2 separate regions of the Ovis aries genome follow, and region 2 is linked to region 1. A link is a contact called in public Hi-C data. All regions are on one chromosome and are shown on one strand. Each heading gives the region's core, a stretch centred on a gene start, on an enhancer-like site or on the middle of the called end of the contact. The rest is flanking DNA. Distances are from core to core; before and after follow the strand shown.

Region 1 (3,523 bases), core at 348-2,847:
CACACATTAGCAAACTTAATTCTTAAAACCTTTTAGCATGACTCAGCAATTCTACTCCCAGATAGCTACCCAACAGAAATGAAAGCACATGTCCACACAAACACTTGTAATCACAAACATTCATGGCAACACTATTCATAACAGTCAAAAAGTGGAAACAACTCAAATGCCCATCAACACATGAAAGGGCAAACAAAATAGGGTCTATCCATATGATGGAATATTACTCAGTCATAAAAAGGAGTGAGGTGCTGATTCAGCCTACCACAAGGATGAACCTTAAAACCATTATGCTCAAAAAAAAAGAACAAACCATTACGCTCAGTGAGAGAAGCCAGACGTGAAAGACCACATATTGTATGATTCCGTTAATCCAGAGAGACAAAAGGAGCTAGAGATTGGAACAGAAAAAGATGGAAATGCTCGAAAATTGAATTGCAATAATAGTTGCACAACCCTGTAAATTTACTAAAAATAATTGAACTGCAGACTTAGGGTGAGTTAATTTTGTGGTGTGTAAATTATATCATAATAAAGCTGCTTTTTAAAAAATCCTGTAACATATTAATAATCAATATTATTTCCATTGTGAAGATGACAAAACAAAGGCTGGAGATAATGACAGTTGCCCAAAGTCACATGGCTAGCAGGTACAGCTGACTCTAAAGCTGGCCTTCTTCTTTTTATTTTTGTTATTATTATTTTTACTTTTGGCTGCACTGGGTCCTCGTTGCTGTGCACGGGCTTCTCACGGCGGTGGCTTCTCTTGTTGCAGAGCACAGGATCTAGGCACACGGGCTCAGCAGCTGGGGCGCATGGACTCAGTTGCTCCAGAGCACGTGGAACCTTCCTGGACCAGGGAGCAAACCCATGTCCCCCACATTGGCGGACGGATTCCTATCCCCTGCACCATGATGGACGTCCTAAAGCTGGCCTTCTTAAAAGCGTCACCATCTCCTTTAGGAGTGATGAACATATTTTGGAATTGGATACAGGTAGTGTCTGTACAACACCGTGAAGGTACCAAATGCCGCTGAATTGTGTATTTTTTAATGGTGGTTAATTTTATGTTATGGGAGTTTCACCTCAATTTTTAAAAGAGGGAGAAAGAAACAAAAAAGAATGACTAAACCAGAAGCGATCTCAAGGTCAAGTTTCACAAAACATGCCAAGCCACCAAGAACACGAACAGGAAGGAGGAAAGGGGAGGCTAATATTTATCAGGCATCTAATAGGTGCCAGGTGTAGCCTCACACATTTTCTCGCTTATCCTCCTTCAGTATATTAGCTTTTTTGTTGTTTTTAAAGATAAGTTCCACGGGCTGGACTTGGAGAGATTGTGTAATCAGCCCAGATGACTCAACATCCTTTTCTACTCCCAGTCTGCCATACTGTGCTGCTAAGGGTCTGTGTAAGTCATCAGCATAGAGTGAACACAGCGAACGGCAGAGCCGGAAAAGGGAACCCAGAAATAAGGTGTTTCTCAACCTGACCCCAGCAGCAGGGGGAGGGGTGAAGAGCAAACCAGGAGGAGGAAGCCCCACAGCTCAAGATGCTATAGAAGGAAGTTCCAAAGTTCCTCTGCCCGTGATAGCTATATATGGCTATCTAGAGAAACAAGAACACTTGCGCTTGTGTCTGTTAGCCATTAGACAATGTAGGTTAAGAAGAGGTTTGATAAGGTCTAAGAAATCCACAGTCAAAGTGCACACAGCACAGTCCCCCTTAAAACCACAAGTATATGGGAAATCGAATCATAGCTAAAGAAGCAAACCACTGTAGCAGAACCCAGTGAAATACAGCATAACAATAAACGTAAATGAACAAAATTACGTTTAAAAAAAAATCTATGTCTCAAACTGCAAAAATAAAACTCAAACCCTATACATTTGAGAATTCGAGACATGCTTAAAACCAAAAATTTTTGACACGTTTGCAAAAACTGATTCTTTCAAACGAAAGTACAGAGACAAGCAGCCTCATGGATCCCTACTATTGGAAGCAGCCCCCTCCCTCCGGAGGGCAGACAGGAAGTGGCCGGCCACATAGAGGTGGTCCTGGCGGGCCTGGAGGGGCTCCCCCACCACAGGATGTTGGGGTGGAGTTTGTGGAGGGCAGAGGCTTCAAAAAGGTGAGATCGCCTCAGGGTGTGGACTCCGCAGAAAGTCCCCCAAAGGTCTGAGTCAACCTAAGCCAACCCCAAATGACTGTACACTTCTCCACCTCTGTTCCTTCCAGGGTCCTCACAGAGCGGGCATTCAACATGGCAAGGGAGGCGCCACCACCTCTGGGGAGTGGGCTTAAATGTCAGCTTTCAAAACCCGGCAGAAACAGCAAAAATGATTCTGCGGACAGCCAGACCTCAATGTAGGAGCAAAGGCCACGACCTGAGGGGCCTGCAAGGACTCGCCCACACTGAAAACCACAAAGAACACATCTACAGAAAGCAGGCCCCCCCCCCCCACCATGCACACACCCTGGACTCTCAGCCACAGTCCCTGGCACCCTCCAGGTACCACCAACACCTCCCGGAGAAGAGGCAGGCCACACGAAGGCTGCAAACTGCAGGGCGCAAGTCCTCGCAGAAAGGAGACCAGCGCGGCCCAGAGCAACGCTAACACATAGGGAATCGTAAATTTGCTAGAAGCCACACCAGGACAAGTAATTTTGTTCTCCATACTGAATCTCAAAAAGCCAGTGCACTCAGCACACAGCAGTGTGACAAGCCAGGCTTCACATGCTCTGCGGCCACACATGGCCAGTGGCAGTCCGGATCCAGAGAGAACAGGAAAGAGCCTGAAGGAATAACGTGCTCAGGGACTTCCCTGGTAGTCCAGTGGCTAAGACTACACGCTCCCAATACAGGGGACCTGGGTTCGTTCCCTGGTCAGGAAGCTAGATCCCATATGCCACAACTAAGAGTTCGAGTGTTGTGACTTAAGATCTCGTGAGCTGCTCCCAGAGCAGCTGAATGAATGAAAAATAAAATATGTATGGCTGAGTCCCTTTGCCCTGCACCTGAAACTATCACAACATTGTTAATCGGTTATCTTTCAATATAAAATAAAAGGTTAAAAAATAAATAAAAGAATAATGTGCTCAGTCAAGCAGACACATTAATCATAAAATATTAGAGCTGATCTGGCTCAGGGGGAGGAGAGCCCTCTGGGGCAGGAGTGGGTGGGTGCTGGATCCATGTCTTGATCTGGGCGGTAGTTTCACGGGTATGTACAAAAATTGCAAATTTTAGAATTCATAAATTCATCAAACTGTACACCTAAGATATACGTGTTTTCCTTTACGTGTACCTTGGTTAACCAAAGAAAGTCAGGGTGAGGGGGCATTGAGCTGAAAGAGCCTTTGACACCCTGACATTCACTCCCTCATTTGATAGATAATAAGGAAGAGACCCTGGAGAAGGCAATGGCACCCCACTCCAGTACTCTTGCCTGGAAAATCCCAGAGGAGCCTGGTAGGCTGCAGTCCATGGGGTCGCTAAGAGTCAGACACGACTAAGCAACTT
Region 2 (3,285 bases), core at 680-3,179, 40 kb after region 1:
AGAGGTAGCTCTGGGAGATGTTTTAGTTGGGAGATTTTTTTTGGGGGGGGGGGGGGGGCAGGGATGGTAAATCTCAGCACCACCCAGCCCACAGCAGACACTTTATAGATATTATTTGAATTAGAATAAATTCAAAATAGTAATTTGAATAAAGAAAAGGGGCCGTTGCGTGATCTTGAGCACAGTGTTGTATTTTTTTTTTATTTCACAAACAACCATGTCATTTGTACAGGCACTGACTCACCTATCCTTTCGACAGCCCTCTAAGATTACAGGGGAGGAAACCAAGGCCCCAAGAGGTTAAGTAACTTGCCCCAAACCACACAACTAGAAAGCGGCCACAAGGGGATTCAAACCCACCATGCTGACTCTAGGTCCCACCCTAACTTTCAGGCCGTACTGCCTTTGTCTGAAAATATCTATTTCCAAGCCAGAGCCCAGAGCCCAGAAAAAGAGTCCATCCTCCAATCTTAGCTTTAAAGGGGCTTATTGCCAGTGATGCTGGGCCTTTTGCTTCAGTGGTGTGTGTTGGGGGCAAGGACGGGAGGTTGTGGTTGTACCTGCATGTGGTTTTTCCACTTAATGATTCAAGACAACCCAGGGAAAGGCACAAAGTTTACAAATCCTGAAGATTTTGCTTGACAGATTTCTTATATGTACACACCTGTGTAACTGCCTCCCAAAATACAGAATATTCAAAACACAGAATATTCCCAACCCCTTGAGACCCCACCCCACCTTCCATGTGCCTCTCCCAGTCAGTGGCTAGCCACCCACAAGCGGGACCACTCTTCTGACTTTTCACGCTGCAGATTAGCTTTGCCTTTTCTAAAATTTCACATAAATGGGATCATATGGCATGTATGTGTTCATATTCTGCTCTATATTCTACAAACAAAAACACATCACCAGCACATGGACAATGACGGCAGGAGAAAGGAGGGGGCTGTCGCTAACCATTCCTTTCTCCTTCGATAAGCACCAGGATTGTTTTTATTTTGGCTCTCTGACTGATGAAAGGGGAAACCCGGGAGGGCTGGACCCTGGAGTATGGAACTCCGTGAGTTAACGGTGGAAAGCTAGTGACCGTGGGGGCAAAGGAGCTGTCCCGCCTGAAAAGGTTACTGTGAGAGGGAGGAGGCTGCCGGTCACCTCTGGTTGTTCTGGATGCCCAGACGGGAGAAGGCGTTGTGGAGGCTTTAGAACGCTCCAATCTGGTTCCTCCAGCGCTGGGGGCGCCCAGGGTAGCCTCAGGCTCCTCCCTAGCATTGACCTTGTTCCAAAAGACCGGGAGTCCCCCAGAAGGCGTGTCTCCCTACCTGTGCACTGTTGGATGAAGTCCTGATATTCCGCTCCCTGCTCGCCGGGGACGATGGTGGAGCCGTCATATTTAAAAGTCACCCTTTGGATTGGGAGAAGAGAAAAACACACACATACACATACACATCAGCGTTGGTGCCTGAACGGTGCCGAGCTTCCACAGAACAATCTAAGAGATGCTCTGGCTAGCGAAAAGCCAGCGCTGGCTTTCCACGCTGTCCCGGGTTAAGGCTGCGGGGAGACCGCACGGGGATGACCCTTAATCCGTCCCGTCTGGAAGACGGCTCAGCGCACCAGGGCCCTCGCGAGCTCAGGCAGCGGGGCTCGAAGAGCAATGCAAAGTTCCTCACCAGATGACGGCCGAGCTGTCGTCGCGCACCAGGTTGTACGCCGTTCGGCAAGCCTCTTTGTCGATCTTGGTGGCCATCGCCGCGGGGCCGCAGTGGGGATACTGTGCTCGCAGCGAAAGATGAGCGCGCTTGGGGCCAGCTGCAGGGATCGGAGCGGAGCGGGGCGGGGACGCGCGGAAGGCGGGCGGGCAAGCGGGCGGGCGGTTGGCAACAGCAGCGAGAGAAGGCGAGCTCCGAGCTCCGAGAGCAGCTGTGGCTCCGAATGCGCGAGGAGCGCAAGCTAGACCCAGGCCACGCAGTCCCGCCCCCCTCGCCCATTGGCCTTCCAGGACGCATTAAGCCCCGCCCCCTATTTCTATTGGTCTTAGCGCGTATCGGGGGCGTGGCGTCTTTACTCACCAGCGGCCAATACCAGCCCGAGTGGGTTGCGCAACCCTGCGAAGGGGGCTGGAGAGGGGGGCTTTTTCGCCCTCCTCCCCTTCTCTCCTCCCCTCTTCTTCTCCCTCCCCCCTTCTCCTTCCTCCTCCTCTTCTCTTCTCCTTCCCCCAACCCTTTCGATGTTCTCCCACTCCCCTAACTCCTCCCCCATTTCCTCCTCCCCAAGCCCTGTTTCTCCTTTCCCTCTCTCTAGTTCCTCTCCCTCCTCCCTCCTTGAGTCTCCCTCCTCGAGTCTCCCTCCTCATTCACTACCCGCTCCTCACCTCACCTCCTCCCCTTGCTCTTCCCACTTCCCTAACCCCTTCTCCCTCCTGCCTCCCTATTCCCACCTCCCCTCCCTTCCCCCACCTCCTACCCCTAGTCCTCCTTATCGCCCCCAAACAACAACTCCGTTTACCTCCTTCCTATTCCTTGTCTTCAAGCTTTTGTCCTCTCTCTCTCTCTCACTTTGCATCCCCCCTCCTCCCTATCCCTTCCTCTACCTCCCTCCTCCCCACCAGGGCTCCTGGGCTGCAGAGCTCCACAGGGAAGCTCCACATGGGTGACTTACTGCATCAAACTGCCCCGCCCCAGTGTTGGGCTCCGTGGTTTCTAGGTAGGGAGAAATCGGAAAGAAGTAAGATTGTTAAATAGGAGGGGATAGAAAGTGGACTGCTTCTGAAACACTGGTGGGATCACTGTTTACTCTGTGCTCTGGTTATTTGCATTCACATCTTATCTCCCCCTTTGGGTTCCACTGAGGGCAGGAGCTGACTCATTCTGTCTTCTTCCTTCCCTCACTGACTCACTCATTCATTCCCTCCTGCAATAATTCCACAAAGACCAGTTACAGGGTTGAGGCAAGTAAAAAGGCTGGACCCCCCAAGACTCGGCTCTTGAATTGCATCCAGTGTTGCCTCTTTTTAACTGTGGGCCTTTGGACAAGCCTCAAAAACTCTCTGATTACTTTCCTCCAATGGGATAGTAATAGTACCGACAACATAAGAGTCGCACATAGCGACTAAACAACAACTACAACTGACATCATAGGTTTGCTTTATGATTAATGTTTAATGAAACTTGTAAACAAATATGTTAGACATTCAACAAAAGGTCATTGTTGTTGGTTATCAACTAAAATAAATCGTAAATAGAAACCCCAAAGGTCAGGGACAATGTTTAATTAATAATAAAATTA

Evidence for each region. Hi-C and Micro-C count contacts between places; a contact is called where the count stands out from the background.
Region 2: a contact with region 1 is called in a Hi-C map of blood, with 2.1 times the contacts expected there. The contact joins the promoter of COTL1 here to the enhancer-like site in region 1. A contact is called at or near these places in 4 of 16 Hi-C or Micro-C datasets (all in blood).

The regions. Positions count from the first base shown.
Region 1 is chr14:10,316,209-10,319,731 of ARS-UI_Ramb_v3.0, forward strand. All of the region lies in intron 3 of COTL1 (coactosin like F-actin binding protein 1), which reads right to left. Among named protein-coding and RNA genes, the nearest start is that of MEAK7, 29 kb to the left of the region's middle. Within about 2 kb of position 1,598, at least 14 of the 54 cell types and tissues checked have an H3K27ac peak or open chromatin away from gene starts, as enhancers often do.
Region 2 is chr14:10,356,330-10,359,614 of ARS-UI_Ramb_v3.0, forward strand. COTL1 (coactosin like F-actin binding protein 1) reads right to left here and starts at 1,930. Exons shown (of 4, transcript XM_004014943.4): 1 at 1,671-1,930; 2 at 1,320-1,402. The coding sequence starts at 1,747.